Linked DNA regions of Canis lupus: region 2 is linked to region 1. The links are chromatin contacts, called in public Hi-C maps. All regions are on one chromosome and are shown on one strand. Each heading gives the region's core, a stretch centred on a gene start, on an enhancer-like site or on the middle of the called end of the contact. The rest is flanking DNA. Distances are from core to core; before and after follow the strand shown. Region 1 holds the start of RRAGA (ras-related GTP-binding protein A). Region 2 has its middle 34 kb from the start of PLIN2.

The links. Hi-C and Micro-C count contacts between places; a contact is called where the count stands out from the background.
Region 2: a Hi-C map of blood shows a contact between it and region 1, with 4 times the contacts expected there. The contact joins the enhancer-like site here to the promoter of RRAGA in region 1. A contact is called at or near these places in 4 of 9 Hi-C or Micro-C datasets (blood and liver).

The regions. Positions count from the first base shown.
Region 1 is chr11:38,943,895-38,946,901 of UU_Cfam_GSD_1.0, reverse strand. It overlaps RRAGA (ras-related GTP-binding protein A), which reads right to left and starts at 1,460. Exons shown (of 1, transcript XM_038552491.1): 1 at 1-1,460. The coding sequence starts at 1,360. The coding sequence ends at 419.
Region 2 is chr11:39,049,808-39,052,507 of UU_Cfam_GSD_1.0, reverse strand. No RefSeq gene overlaps it. Among named protein-coding and RNA genes, the nearest start is that of PLIN2, 34 kb to the right of the region's middle. Within about 2 kb of position 1,332, at least 3 of the 20 cell types and tissues checked have an H3K27ac peak or open chromatin away from gene starts, as enhancers often do. A contact at or near this core is called in blood, where this site is marked.

The DNA of each region.
Region 1 (3,007 bases), core at 211-2,710:
AGCCAAGAAGGATTTATAAATGCATTTTAATACCTTGCTGATAAAATAGTAACATTCCATCTTTGCAATCTTGTAAGGAATACAGGAAGAGACTGTAAAGGCTTTAATGTGTATATCTATTATAACCAGGTCATCAGAACACACACACACACACATACACACACACACACACCACCTACTTTAGTGTTACACCATACCAACTTTTCAGAAAGGCCATCCTGAAGCTCTACTGGATAACTGAGTAAATAGGTTTAAAGTCGGGGGAGGGGGGAGTAGGGAAGAAAGATGGAAGGTAGTAAGCAGCACACATTTCAAAGCTCACTTTTAAGCACACGACATTATTGAAAAAAAAAAAAACAAACAAACGCGGGGGTGGGGAAGGCAATTGAGCATCTTCAGAAAGAGTATTTGGCAATATTCAACGCATCAGGAGGCTGTGCTTGGGGCCATCCACTCTCTCCAGCTTCTCAAAGTGTTTCCTGGCATTGCGAATGTTGATCAGAGTAGCTGCGGAAGGGATCGACGGGTCAGACATAACCACCATCACGTACGTGTTTGAGGTGAAGATGTCGATGAAGGCCGCGAAGTTAGAATTTCGAACTTCCATGCTCTGGAAAGAAGCGGCTAATTTACTGCAGCTCAGCTTGAACTGCTTAATGATGTTGCTGATCTTCTCGAACCGGTGGACATCACGCTGCTCCTTGCACTGGTAATGGGAAATGACCAAGAACGTAGCCCTCTCGAACAGCAGGACTTCGTCGGCCTCAATAATTTGGGCAAAATTCCTGAGGTTCATCTCCAGCTGCTGCACATTGGGAATGAGCTGGTAGACAATACTGGACCAGGCTTTGTAGAGCGTTTCGTCCCAGATGGAGGTTCGAAAACAAGCGCATTCCAGGGGGCGAGACAGACGCCGCAGGTCTTCCTCTCGCTCTTTAAAAATCAGGTCACGCTGATCCTCCTGAACCAGATCCATTTTGTGCACCAGGCAGAAGATTTTGGCATCCGGAGAGTTCTGGAGGATGGCCTCCAGACACGACTGGTAATAATGCATGTCCTTTTCCAGTTCGCGGCTCTCCACGTCAAACACGTAGATCAGCACCTCCACGTTACGGAAGATGTTGTCTCGCTGGCTGGTGAAGTAGTTCTCCATGAAGGTGTCCTGACCGCCGCAGTCCCACAGGTTGAGCACCAGGTTGCCCAGGAATCGGACGTGGGAGTGCTCCACATCGATGGTGGCCCCCAGGCGCCGGGTGTCGCGAGCGATATAGTTCGCAAAGATAATGGACCGCATGCTGGTCTTCCCCGACCCGCTCTTCCCCATCAGCAGCACCTTCTTCTTCATGGCCGTGTTGGGCATCACCCGCCGGGGCCGCCGCGGAATGGGCCTCAGGGCGCGGCCTACCTGCGGCGCGGACGGAGGGCGGGGTCGGGGCGCAGGGGCTCCGCAGGCCCGGCCGTGCAGCCGTGCGGTGCCGGCAGCCGACGGCGGGAGGGCTGGGCCGGAGAGGGCGCGGCGGCGGGAGCTCTCCCTCGGAGGCGAGCGCCCTGGGCGAGGCGGCTGCGAGGCTCCGGGGAACAGCTCGCCTTCCGGGGAGCGCGGCCGCGGCGTCCCGGCTACCACCCACTTCCGGCGGCGGTCTCGCGAGAGCGGCGGGGCCCGGCCCTCGGCCCTCGGCCCTCGGCCGCGCGGGCCCTGAGGAGCTGCCGCTTCGGGGCGCCCGGGGCGGGGCGGGGGCGCCCGAGGGATGGAGCGGAGGGGGACCCGCACCGGGCGGCCCGTTGCCCTCTTCGCGCCGGGGGTGCCGTTGCTAGGTGCACGCGCGCGCTCGCTCGGTTACGAGAATGCTGCCATCTCGTGGCCAGATCCGGCTCCCGCCCCAGCCCGGCCCGGGACGGCCCCGGACAGGACGGGACGGGACAGGACGGGACGGGACGGGACAGGACGGGACGGGACAGGACGGGACGGGACGGGACAGGACGGGACAGGACGGGACGGAACAGGACGGGACGGGACAGCCCAGCCCAGGACAGGACGGGACAGGATGGGACAGTCCGGGACAGGACGGGACGGCACAGCCCGGGACAGGATGGGACAGTCCGGGAACAGGACGGGACGGGACAGGATGGGACGGGACGGGACGGGACAGCCCAGCCCAGGACAGGACAGGACGGGACAGGACAGCCCGGGACAGGACGGGACAGGGACGGGACGGGCCGGGACAGGCCGGGACAGGACAGGACGGGACGGACGGGACAGGACAGGACGGGACAGGACGGGACGGGACAGCCCGGGACAGGCCGGGACAGGACGGGACGGACAGGACGGGACGGACGGGACAGGACGGGACAGGACGGGACGGGACAGCCCGGGGCAACCCAGCCCAGGACAGCCCAGCCCGGGTCGCTTTCAGAGTGCAGTGCACTTAGGTGGGTCTAGGCCGGGCTGCAGGCAGGTGAAGTGGAGGAAGGCCAGGCTCCGCAGCCCGTGAGGCCTCCCCAGATTCCCAGGTGTGCTGCGCGCAAGCACAGCACACAGAGCACTGCAGATGAGGAAGTGAGACTTGGGGAAGTTAAGTGACTGCCCCGTGCTACACAGTGAGATGGTAGTAAACCCCTACTGGGGGATGCACTGACACCGCCCCCCCTTTTCCCCCCCCGCCCCCCCCCCCCCCCCCCCCGTGCTTTCTCCATTTGGAAGCAAGCTCCTTTTCCTTTTCTCAGGCTTTGGAATTTATTGTTGGAATCCCAAAGCTCGAGGAAACTGGTATGGAGCTGTGCTGGAGATCCATCCTCATGATAACTCCATGAATAAATAAATGACCTTATGAATAAATAATCTTATTTTCAAGTGAATAAATCAAAGCTTAGAGGGATTAAGTAATTTTACCAAGTTACACATCTATTAAACAATGCAATGCAATTTGTCTTTTTAAAAATATAAATTATATATATTTAAGGTGTACAACGTGATTTGATAACACACAGTGAAATGATTACCGCAGAC
Region 2 (2,700 bases), core at 83-2,582, 110 kb before region 1:
TCCCGGTGCATGGAGCCTGCTTCTCCCTCTGCCTGTGTCTCTGCCTCTCTCCCTCTCTCTGTGACTATCATAAAAAAAAAAAAGCTCCATGAGAGTTTGGATCTCTGCATAGCACTAGCATGTGGTAAATGCTCAATAAATGTTTATTTGATAAATCAATAAATCTATTTTTCAGGGTTGTGGTTGCATCACTGTAAATTCCTTCCCATCTTTAAGCTGCCCTTGATTCAAGTCAGATCAATGGGTTGGAGAAGTAAGTTCACTGTGACTTGTTCTCTGCTTCATACAGTGTTGTTTCCTCCAAAATCCCTCTGATGGTGCACATGCACAAGGGGTCAGTAAGTGCTTAGGGGTTGATTTATTGAATGATATGGATTGACCCTGGTTTCTTGTCCCAACTTTGCCTACTGGCAGATATAAGGCAAAGAGAAAAATTAGGGACGTTACTCTTAGGTTACAGAGGTCACACCTTTACCTGAACTTTTTGTAGTATAGTGTGAGGTCCATTGGAACTTCCCTGTCTTTGTTCCTTACTGGCCGGAAAAACCAGGTAACCTTAGGCAAGGGCCTAATGGCCAGTAACTGACTACTTCATTATCTCAGGGTACTATATAGATAGCATTAAATTCCATACATGCCCCTTATTGTGAATGAACAGGTATTAGTGTAATTGAAAGGATCTCTTTCAGCCACCTGGGTGGCTCAGTGGTTGAGCATTTGCCTTTGGCTCAGGTCGAGATGCCAGGGGAGCTGGCTCCTCCTCTGTCTATGGCTCTGCTTCTCTCTGTCTCTCTCATATGAGATTAATAAATTAAATAGGTAAATATTTTAAGATATATAAAATCTTAAAAAAAAAAGAAAGCATCTGTTTCATCTTGTGTTTTACAAATGGATGGGTAAATATTCACTATTCTTCGTTGTGCAGAAATAATAACTACATCAGAGCACCAATAATTCACTAGCTGCAGAGCTTTGGGTTTGTTCATTCCCTCTGGAAGTAAATTTTCTCATTGATAAAATGAAGAGCTTGGATTCTGGTCTAAAGTTTCTTTCAATTCTAACATCTCATTTCCCTTCTATATCCTTCAGTGTACCAGACCCCTCAAAATTAATTTTTGTTCAGCTTTCACCTCTGTTTACAGGGGAAAAATAAATTTCCGTCTTTCTGTAAATCTGTAGGTAAACTTCTTTTTAATTGTGCTTATGTCACCACAAATGACTTTTCCTTGAAAATAAAATACTGAAAACACAGACTTTTCCCATTTGGCCATTAGATGTCGCTCAGCATCCAGGAAGTACAAGAAACCAGGCGTGGATTGTAAAACCCCTATTTGGTCCCCCAGGACCCAGTCCTTCCCACTATCTTGAGTCTGTGGTTTGCTTACTCATGTAATTCATATTTGTGCATCAGCGCATTGCTGTATGTAACCCCGAAAAGCCCCAGCCTTCCAGAAAACAAGTTTTCCAAATATCCTTTTTTTTTTTTTTTAATTTTATTTATTCATGAGAGGCAGAGACACAGGCAGAGGGAGAAGCAGGTTCCCTGTGGGGAGCCTAATACAGGACTTGATCCCAGGACCCCGGGATCACACCCTGAGCCAAAGGCAGACACTTAACCACTGAGTCATCCAGGTGCCCCTCAAAGGTCTTAATTTTGCCATTTCGGTTAACACTGAGTTGGTAAGCATTTGGCTTCCTGCAAACCAGTATCAAGGTATTCTACGGCAGAACTCATCCTGTCCTTCAAGGCCTAAATCAAAGGTCACCTCCTCTGTGGAGCCTCATCTGGCCCTCCTTCCTAACCCAGAGCACTGCAGGAAAATCTTTGTCCTAGTGCTTTTGTATTGTGTTTGTTTACAAATCTCTGAAGATTCCAAATTTCCTTCACAATATCAATCAATCTGCAGAGGGAATTTTTACTAAGGAGATTGGCAAATATCCACAGTTTTGATATCTTTGTTTTAGGGTAACAGGTATTCTCATACATTCTTAGTGGGAGTGTAGACTGATTTATGCTTTCTGGAAGACAATTCAGCAATATCTGCCAAGATTTTTTAATTGACAGCGTTCTTCTAGACATTTGTCCTAGTGATAGAAAATACTTTCACACATGCAGAAATATTTGTATAAGAACAGATTCACTGCAAAATTGCTTATGGCAGCAAAAAAAATAGAAATGACTTAAATGCCCATTAATAAGGAACTGGTTAAATTGTACATCTTACAGTGAATTACTATGCAACTGTTAAATAAGTATATTTATAGGTATAAAATAAAGCTATCCACAAAATATGTCATTAGAAAATGGCTGGGGGACACCTGGGTGGCTCAGTTGGTTAAGCATCCAGCTCTTGGTTTCAGCTCAGGTCATGATCTCATGGGTCCTGAAATGGAGCTTTGCATGGGGCTCCATGCTGAGTGGGGAGTCTGCTTGAAAGATTCTCTCCTTCTGCCTCTTTCCCACTCACTCTAGGAAGCACGTGCTTTCTCTCTCTCAAAAAAAAAAAAAAAAAAAAACAACAAACCAAACATTTTTTTAAAACAACCCTAGGAAGTAGGCATTTCTTATTATCGCCATATTACAGATAAAAGTAAGGCAGAGAGAAATTAAATAATTTGTCCAAATGCTAGCTAGTGATTAGAGGAGCTGATACTTAAACCCAGGTAGTCTAAATTTCGGGAGACTAGCTCTTAATCATT